Regions from separate parts of the Sus scrofa genome. Here all the other regions are linked to region 3. Evidence: chromatin contacts called from public HiChIP or PLAC-seq data. All regions are on one chromosome and are shown on one strand. Each heading gives the region's core, a stretch centred on a gene start, on an enhancer-like site or on the middle of the called end of the contact. The rest is flanking DNA. Distances are from core to core; before and after follow the strand shown.

What was found. HiChIP or PLAC-seq counts read pairs in DNA pulled down with a chosen protein or histone mark.
Region 1: an H3K27ac HiChIP or PLAC-seq map of alveolar macrophages shows a contact between it and region 3. The contact joins two enhancer-like sites. A contact is called at or near these places in 1 of 47 Hi-C or Micro-C datasets (embryonic fibroblasts) and 1 of 2 datasets of contacts at active chromatin or transcription factors (alveolar macrophages).
Region 2: a contact with region 3 is called in an H3K27ac HiChIP or PLAC-seq map of skeletal muscle, with 6 times the contacts expected there. The contact joins two enhancer-like sites. A contact is called at or near these places in 1 of 47 Hi-C or Micro-C datasets (fetal skeletal muscle) and 1 of 2 datasets of contacts at active chromatin or transcription factors (skeletal muscle).

Annotation. Positions count from the first base shown.
Region 1 is chr4:11,799,665-11,802,385 of Sscrofa11.1, forward strand. No RefSeq gene overlaps it. Among named protein-coding and RNA genes, the nearest start is that of MYC, 660 kb to the right of the region's middle. Within about 2 kb of position 1,422, at least 9 of the 83 cell types and tissues checked have an H3K27ac peak or open chromatin away from gene starts, as enhancers often do. A contact at or near this core is called in alveolar macrophages, where this site is marked.
Region 2 is chr4:11,485,661-11,488,360 of Sscrofa11.1, forward strand. All of the region lies in intron 2 of LOC110260221 (a long non-coding RNA gene), which reads right to left. Among named protein-coding and RNA genes, the nearest start is that of MYC, 970 kb to the right of the region's middle. Within about 2 kb of position 1,326, at least 5 of the 83 cell types and tissues checked have an H3K27ac peak or open chromatin away from gene starts, as enhancers often do. A contact at or near this core is called in skeletal muscle, where this site is marked.
Region 3 is chr4:10,934,232-10,937,002 of Sscrofa11.1, forward strand. No RefSeq gene overlaps it. Among named protein-coding and RNA genes, the nearest start is that of FAM49B, 460 kb to the left of the region's middle. Within about 2 kb of position 1,325, at least 11 of the 83 cell types and tissues checked have an H3K27ac peak or open chromatin away from gene starts, as enhancers often do. A contact at or near this core is called in alveolar macrophages and skeletal muscle, where this site is marked.

The DNA of each region.
Region 1 (2,721 bases), core at 172-2,671, 870 kb after region 3:
TCAAAAGTTTTATTAAACTCCATTTCAGAAACACACTTCTGTACCCACGTTCAACTTCTTCTTGCCCCTTGGTGCTGCCTTCTGGGTCTTTACTCTTTGCTTTGTACCCTTATCATATCCGTTCGTTGTATTTCTCACCAATTTAGTCCTTGATGAAAGCAGCATTGGCTAGCTACAAAATGTAAAGGCTATGAGAAAATGCTTTGCAAATTATAAACTCTTATGTGAGTTTTAATTGCCACTTTTTAGTGTTCCCTAAGGAATAGATACCGAGCTCCTCTCATATTTTGTACATATTCCCTGGTGTTTCTGATTTTAGAAAACTCTGTAAGTGCAGGAAAGATTAAAAGATGGAGACAGTAATTGTAAGGTCATCATGGTGCTGAAAATTAAAAAGGATGGGCTTCCGAATTAGGGAACCATAGAATGGATCCCAAGAAAGAAATGTGAACTATAGCCCCACGGGACAGACTGTAGACTTGGTGTCTCATCAAATATTGACAAGGAGGTCATGGGAGAAAAGGCAGATCTTGATACTTTTTTTTCTCTACTGAATACTAAGTGCATCCACTTTCAATTTTTATTTTGTTGTATTCCTCCACTGCTGCTGGTTCCCTGTTAAGTGCCACATAAAAGGCATATTTTTCAGCAAATTCCTTTCCTGGTCTTGCCCCTCCCTGCTCCCCAGCCTTATATTCCTCCATTTTCCCCTCCTGCCCTTGTGCACACCTTGCCAAACTCCTTGGAGCTGGTACTTACCTGGGTGTCTTACTGTTGCACCTGCTCCCCTTTCTTCCTGGGAAGTGCCTTCTCAGTGTGGACCCGATGAAAGCCCAAACCAACACTAAGAGAGGGATCCCTGATTGGACTCTCCCGATGAGACTCAGCCTCTCTGGCTTTTGTGCTACCTTTGCACCTTGTAAATCCTTGTATTATCATTCTTCTCACAAGGGATAGTAATTGTGTCTTATCACACCCCTCATTAAATCATAAACTTCAGGACAATAATATGTTATATTCATCTTTGTATCCACAGTTCTTAGCACAGTGGCTTGTCCTTGAATGGAGTCGAGAAATAGTTGTGAAATGAATAAACAAGTGTAGATGTAGACTGAATCTGATATTGGGTAATGCATTAAACCTCGTCCAAAGGATTTTACAGACACTGGGAAGCAGAGGTTGGAATCCTTTGGAGGTTACATTGCAGATTTTTTTTTTTTTTTTTTTTTTTTTTAGAATTTGAGACATGATTTACTTTCCTCTAGTATCCTCAATCCTATCATGCTGATGTGTCTGACCCTTCATTTAATTACTAGATACCCGCTACGCATTAGCTCAGCTTCCGGAACACCTATGTGGGAAGCATGATGTTTTCTGGCTGCCACTGTGGATGCCCAGGGCACCTCCCTGGTTTGTCCACACCATCTGTGATAGTAGCGGCTCTTGATGTGGGAGAGACTGATTATTAGTAAGACAAGCTCCCTCCTAGCTAATGAGCAGCTTCTCACTTGGCTAGAGCTGCTGAACCTCCACAATTGCCCTGTGAATTAGCTATTTTTTCCCCACCCAGTTAGGATATTCCTATTTAAATTATGATAGGAATACTTTGATTCGCCCCCAATTTTCCATTTTTCTGAAGGGCTCAAACACCAACATCTGGATCCCTGTAATCAAGAAAGTAGAGTGGAGCAAAAATCACCTTAATTTTGGCAGCAGAAATCTGTGACTTCAAAACCAAGTCATTCTGCTTAATAGCTTTTTGACCTTGAGCAAATTACTGAAAATCTTAGTTACCTCATGTGTATGAATTAGGGGTGATAATAACTGACCTTACACTATTGGGTAATGATTAAAAATTATGCAACCCACATTATAGTCCTAGCTCTGTGTTTCCCAACAAGAGTGCTCTTGACATTCGGGGTGGGGAAAGTCCCCTCTTGCACAAGTGTGTTACATACATTATAAAATGCTAAACATTTCTGGAAGCTGAGATCTAAATATCAGTAATACCCCTGGTCACCAAGGAATTGAACTCCCCCCGCCCCCCCAACAACATGAGCTCCCTGCCCCCACCTCATACCCCCCCACACCATACTGAGAGGTAAAACTTATCCAGGCTACCACATACAAGGGAGTGTTCAAGGAACTTTATTTGATTGACCTAATTTAATTCTCATAAAAACTTTATAATGCACTGAAAGATTAAAAACACTGCCAGGTTATAGAACTAGAGAGTTGAGGATCTGGGTTTGTTGCTTTGTGAGTTTAAGCCTCTGTGCCGTCTTGACTGGGAGCTTGGTAATTACTTAAATGTTCTCTTCCTTCCTTCCTCCCAATCGGGTTTCATTTCCAGTGTCTTTGGCTAACTTCTCAGTAAGCTACAATTACGTTTTGTCCACCCAGATGCACAGACTTCATTGGCCCAAGCCCAAGTTTTGACAAGACTGAAGACACCTTTTTTATTGTGGTGACAGATATCTCAGGGCCAAATCTGTCTTGCTGTACCAGGGTCTAGCCTATGAGGGTTTCCACTGGGGATAAGTGAATAAAACATCACCCCACATATTTTTCCTTCCACTGATTCTTCTTCCTTTCCCCCAGAACCCTCCTGGGCTTTGGGGAGCCTCTCTCACTTGCCTGTTTTTTGTTATTATGACAATTGGCTGGGGAGGTAAGAAGTGTCAGTGGGGAGGGGTCCCCAAACAGCCAAGCAACTCTCCA
Region 2 (2,700 bases), core at 76-2,575, 550 kb after region 3:
CAGGTGACATCGCACTTCCCCCCCATGTCCAAATGGTTCATTCCTATGCTTTGTTCAGATCTTACTCTACTATCATGGCATCACAGACTTTTCCTAAGCACCAAAAAATAAAAAAATAAAAAAAAATGAGAGTCTTTCCCCATCATTCTCTATCTCCTTGATTTTGCGCTATCTATCTTTGTAATGCTGAGCGTTACCCGCATCTATATATAATTTTCTTTTATCTCATTCCCTTAGGACATCAGCAAATGAGGACAGAAATATTATTCATTTTGCTCACTCATGAAACTTCTTTGCCCAGGACATACTCAGCAATTATTAGCACCAAGCAATTGCTTAGGGAAGAAGACTGCATTTAGGATGCAACATGCACATCCTGACTGTTTACCTTCAGTCTTAGGAGAGCATTTCTCTTTTGATGATGAGGAGGTTCCCAATAGCTATAAGACTTAGAGCCTTTCTTTTCAGGAAGCTCAGTGAAAAAAAAAACATGTATTTTCTCCCCAATTTGTTCCAGTGGAAATCCCATATTTGAGTACCACTGGACTGACGGGCCGTTTGCCAAGTCCGGAAACAATCTTTTGTGTTCAAAAGAGGAAATATGGCATGAGTTTGGTCTTTGGATCCCGGGACTTGCACATGCAAATAGGTATGGCCAAAAAAAAAAAAAAATGAAATAAACTGATTACGTAGATCAGGATCTGCTTCCACCACTGGAATTGGGATTGGTCAATCCCCAAGGCATGTGGGTTTAGAATGGGAATGCTATGATCCCCCACCCCCCTCCAAAAAAAACAAAACAAAACAAAACAAAAAAACCCAGCACTGAAATGCTGCTACCGAGAGGCAATCCAGGTTTTAGGAGATCAAAAACTTAATTTAAGAAAATGAGTAGAAAACTGCAAATGCAATAGTAATTATAGGGCACTGAAGTGGCCTGTGTACGCAACAGGCCCTGAAACTTAAAATTGTAGCATCACGGCAAAGCCATTTTTGGGAAAGCAAAACGTGAAAAAGAAGAAAGCAGATGTTCTCACAAGGACACTGAGAGGAAAGAAAATATAGATTATCCACAGAGGAGCGGGTGAGAGGACGACCTGATTAGAGGCAAGGAGAGGGACGCCTGTCAATTAGACCTGACCAAGTTCCCCTCTCTTCAGTGGAACACATTTCCTGCTCAGTGCAGGAATTTTCAGAGTGATTTTGCAGCCAGCAAAAGAGGAATGTGGAATTTGGTCTTAAACTTTCTGTTCTGAACCATTGTCTGCAGCTTGCTCTGAAGAGACTGGTGGAAAGAACAGCTGTGTGTCCCTAGTACAGCTAATCCTTTTGGAAAGAAAAAGAAAAAAGTTACATAACATAAATGCGTTTAGCTCCATCCCTTTCCCCTCCATAATTTAAAACATCCCACAGATGCCAAGTATGGGTGGGGTGTGACGATTAATGGTGAGTCCTGCCCTATACAGCCAGCATCTCGTCACAAGAGGGGGGGGGTCTCACTTCCTGTGCCTGGATGTGCATCTTACTCCCTGAAGCACTGATGGGGCTGAACATGTCCCCATTCGCCACACAAATGGACTCAGGGCTCAAAGGCTGAGCAGTTCTGCCCTGGTGAGTTCATAATGCGTTGCATTAGTGCACTTATGTAAAAGTCAGTGACCATCCCTCCCAGCAGCTGCCAGCATATGCTTCGCAGGTTCCTGGGGGAGAAGCCAAGGAAAGGAATGTGCGTGGGTTGAGAATGAGGATCGCCCTGTGGACTGGCCCCTGCGATGATAAGGCCTGATGACCAGCATCTGTCACACTGGCCGAGTCTTTCTGAACTCTCCCCGATTACTGACAGTGGTGTCATGCACTCACTATAGAGGTCAGAGGTCATTTGGGTCAACTTCCTTTGGTACCCAAGAACAGTCGGGGGTGTCACAACAGTGATCCTGTGTATGACGTATCTATTAGGTGCTAGGCAACATGCTGGCTTTCCCGGAAATAGTTCCAATCCTCCAAACATCCCTCCTCCTAAGTAGCTATGATGACCCTACTTTTCAGCAAGGAAACAAAGTATCTGCCTAGAAGGCACCAGGAGCAGAAGAGCAGACATGGGATTCAACCCCTCAGCGATCTAACCCTTAAGCTCAGGAGTTCCACGAGTAACAGAGCCTAAGAATATACTACTGTGATTATCACCCTTGTTTATAACCAGGGAGCTCCACTAGGTGCCAGACACTATGTTATGCAGTGTGTGTGTTTACCCATGTGAAAGCAGTTACTTTGAAAAATTTGGTAATGTATCCAAGGTCATTGATCAATATGTGATCCTACATCTTTTTTCTTTTTAGGGCCACACCAGGCTAGATGTTGAATCCGAGCTACAAAGGCTGGCCTAAGCCACAGCCACAGCCATGCCAGATCAGAGCTGCGTCTGAGACATATTCCACGGCTGATGGCAACATTGGATTCTTACCCCCACTGAGCAAGGCCAGGGATCAACCCTGCATCCTCATGGATACTAGTTGGGTTTTTAACCCACCGAGCCACAGCAGGAACTCCTGAAGCCACGTCTTTGTGATGCTAGAGATTAGAAATTAAGTGCTTTGCTTATATTCACTCACAGGTGATGCTGAAAGCTCAGCATGATCCTGAGGACTTGATGATGTGGACAGCTGGGCTTGTCACGGCCAGCAGCCTGGCAGCCAGAGCCAT
Region 3 (2,771 bases), core at 75-2,574:
TGCAGTCTGTCTCCATACCCCTCACCTGCCCCCATTCCTGGGACAGAGGGCTCCCTGGAGGTGGCTATTTCCAACAATCATGGTTGGATTTCAGGTTAATTTGGCTCCAGCTGAATTTCAATTTAATTATTCAGCAAAGATGAGCCCTGTTATTCCTCTGTTTTCGTTATTCTGATTATTCCTGCTAGAACTAGGCATGATCCTCTCCAAGAACCCTCAACCACGTTATGATTCTTTATGTAAATGCTCCTCTCCTGCTCTAAATGGCATCCAGCCCCATGTCTGACAGATCGCTTGTATAATAAATGATAAATGACTCACAAAGCTATACTTGAATGGAAACATGTAGCTACAATTTTCACCAATCATCAATAACTATGTTGAGAGTCTCGTGCACTTCAAATTAAAAACTTTATGGATGTATGGAGTTGCTTTTGTGGCTCAGCGGTTAACAAACCCAACTAAGATCCATGAGGATGTGGGTTCGATCCCTGGCCTTACTCAGTGGATTAAGGATCTGATGTTGCTGTGAGCTGTGGTGTAGGTCACAGACACGGCTTGGATCTGGCGTTGCTGTGGCCGTGGTGTAGGCCAGCAGCTGTAGCTCTGTTTTGACCCCTAGCCTGGGAACCTCCATATACCATGGATGCAGCCCTAAAAAAAGCAAACAAACAAAAAACTTGACATCATTATCTGGATAATGACTTGCAAGCCCCATGAGGGCAGTGTTGGTGACTGCCGCGGTCATCACTGCATCCTCAGTGCTTTGCTTAGCCCTGTACTCGCACATAGTAGGAACAGGGTGCATGTTTCTTTAATCTGTGTGCGTGAACTAAAACTGCAAATGCAATAAAGAGCTGTGAGATAGGTCTGAAAAGGATGTAATGTTGGTGCAATATTTAGTATCCTGGAGCACATTCTCGCTTCTGGAAAAGAGATTTCCTCTCCAGTTTAAATGTCCTGAATTGTATGTAGCCACATTGCCACCTTCATAGGCTGAGGGATTGCTGGACCATAAGCACAATTCCAAATGGAGAGACATTCCTGGCACCCGGAGGAACGCCTGCGAAAGTCAGAGAGACTTTCTCCAAATGGACCAGATTTATAGGGTGAGAAAGATGTGTGAATCTAGGCCAGAGGCCAAGGTTCCTCATTTAGTCTGTCATTGGCAAGGGAAGACCTTAACGAGATCTAAAAACAACTGGCTTCTGCATACCTGCCCTTGAAGGACACTTAGCCCAGAAACCTCCGTACACAGCCTTTCTGCTACACTACCCTGGGAGGGCATAGGCTAGTCCCTCGGTGTCCTAGAAGGAACACGTGCATTATTAGAGTGGCTTCAACTGCTTCTCCCTTTGGCTGTACAATGAGGAGGGTGGGGCCCTCTGATGTCCAACACAGCTGTGATGGAGTGTCCAGAGACTGAAACTCACATCCTAAGTGCAAGACTCAGCTCAGCCACTCTGCTTCCTGGCTGCGGTTTACTAGTGGGCAGTTCCATTCTGTATGGTCCAAGGGTATGGTTCCATTCCTCCTTCTGCCAGAAAGCAGGTCTTCCTTTGGACACTGCAATCGATCTAGAATGTGAACGCCCCGCTGCACTGTGAGCTCGCTGAGGGCAGGGGCTGCACTGTGTGTGCCCCGTACCCGTGGTGCAGGGTTCAGAGCAGATGCTCAGTGCAGGTTAGGGAAGGAATGAACTTCATCTCTGTTCTAGGCGCTCCGGTGGGTGTTGGTGACTGCCTGTCCAAGGATGTCCTCTAGATGGCAAACTCAGCTCAATTTTGAATGGGAGTCAGAGCCTCTGGCTGGGCGATGCCCTGGCAGGGAATAGTTTGTTGGAAATCCAGTTTCATCCAGTGCACATGGAATCTTCAGAAGGTTGGGAGACTTCTGGAATGCCAGCCGGTCAGGATGAATCTCTTCTTTTCCAGGGAGACGATGGGTGTGGGTTTGTCATCTCCCGGCTCCCACCAGTGTTTTCTGATCAAGGGAAATGGTACTTCAGAGGAGGGGAAGGTGGGGATGAAGCCAGCCTTTCTTCATAGGCACTGTTGAGTGACTTCATGTGTATTTTCTCATCTAATTCTCACAATGATCCTACAGTCTGCGTAGTGAGTGTTATTATTTCCCCTTTATAAATGATGACGCAGAGACCCGGAGACGTTAAATCATCTTATCAAAGTAGCGTAGCTTTTTTAGAAGCCCAGGGTTGCTAAGTTATGTCATGCCAATGTCTCGACCACTTTCCCCTCCCTGTTTAACTAGGGAAAGAAAAGATTGAAAAATCAAGGGTGAGGTGGCTTTCCCCTTGTGGCTTGGTGGGTGAAGGGCCTGATGTTGTTTCTATGAAGATACCGGTTTGAGTCCTGGCCTCGCTCGGTAGATTAAGGATCTGGCATTGCTGTGGCTGTGGTGTAGGTTCACGGATGCGACTCAGATTCAACCCCTGGCCCAGGAACTTCCATATGCCACAGCCGGAGCCATAAAAAACAGAGATGTGATAGCTTTAATTAAGTATGCAGATGTAGGGGGAGACGGTAAGAATCCTCAGCTCTAGGCAGTGATGCCTACTCTAGCCTAAGAAAATGACCAGTATCTCAGGTCCTGGCAAGACAGGGCTTTATATGTCTGTGGAATTCTGTCACAGCTTCCAGGGAGCCTTTATTAAAGAGCTGCAGAAGTTTTAGTTGCTTCTGCCTTCAAGAATTCTTGTCTGAAACGAGGCTAGTTTTCTCCCCAAACAGATGTCTAATTCTCTCTCTCTCTCT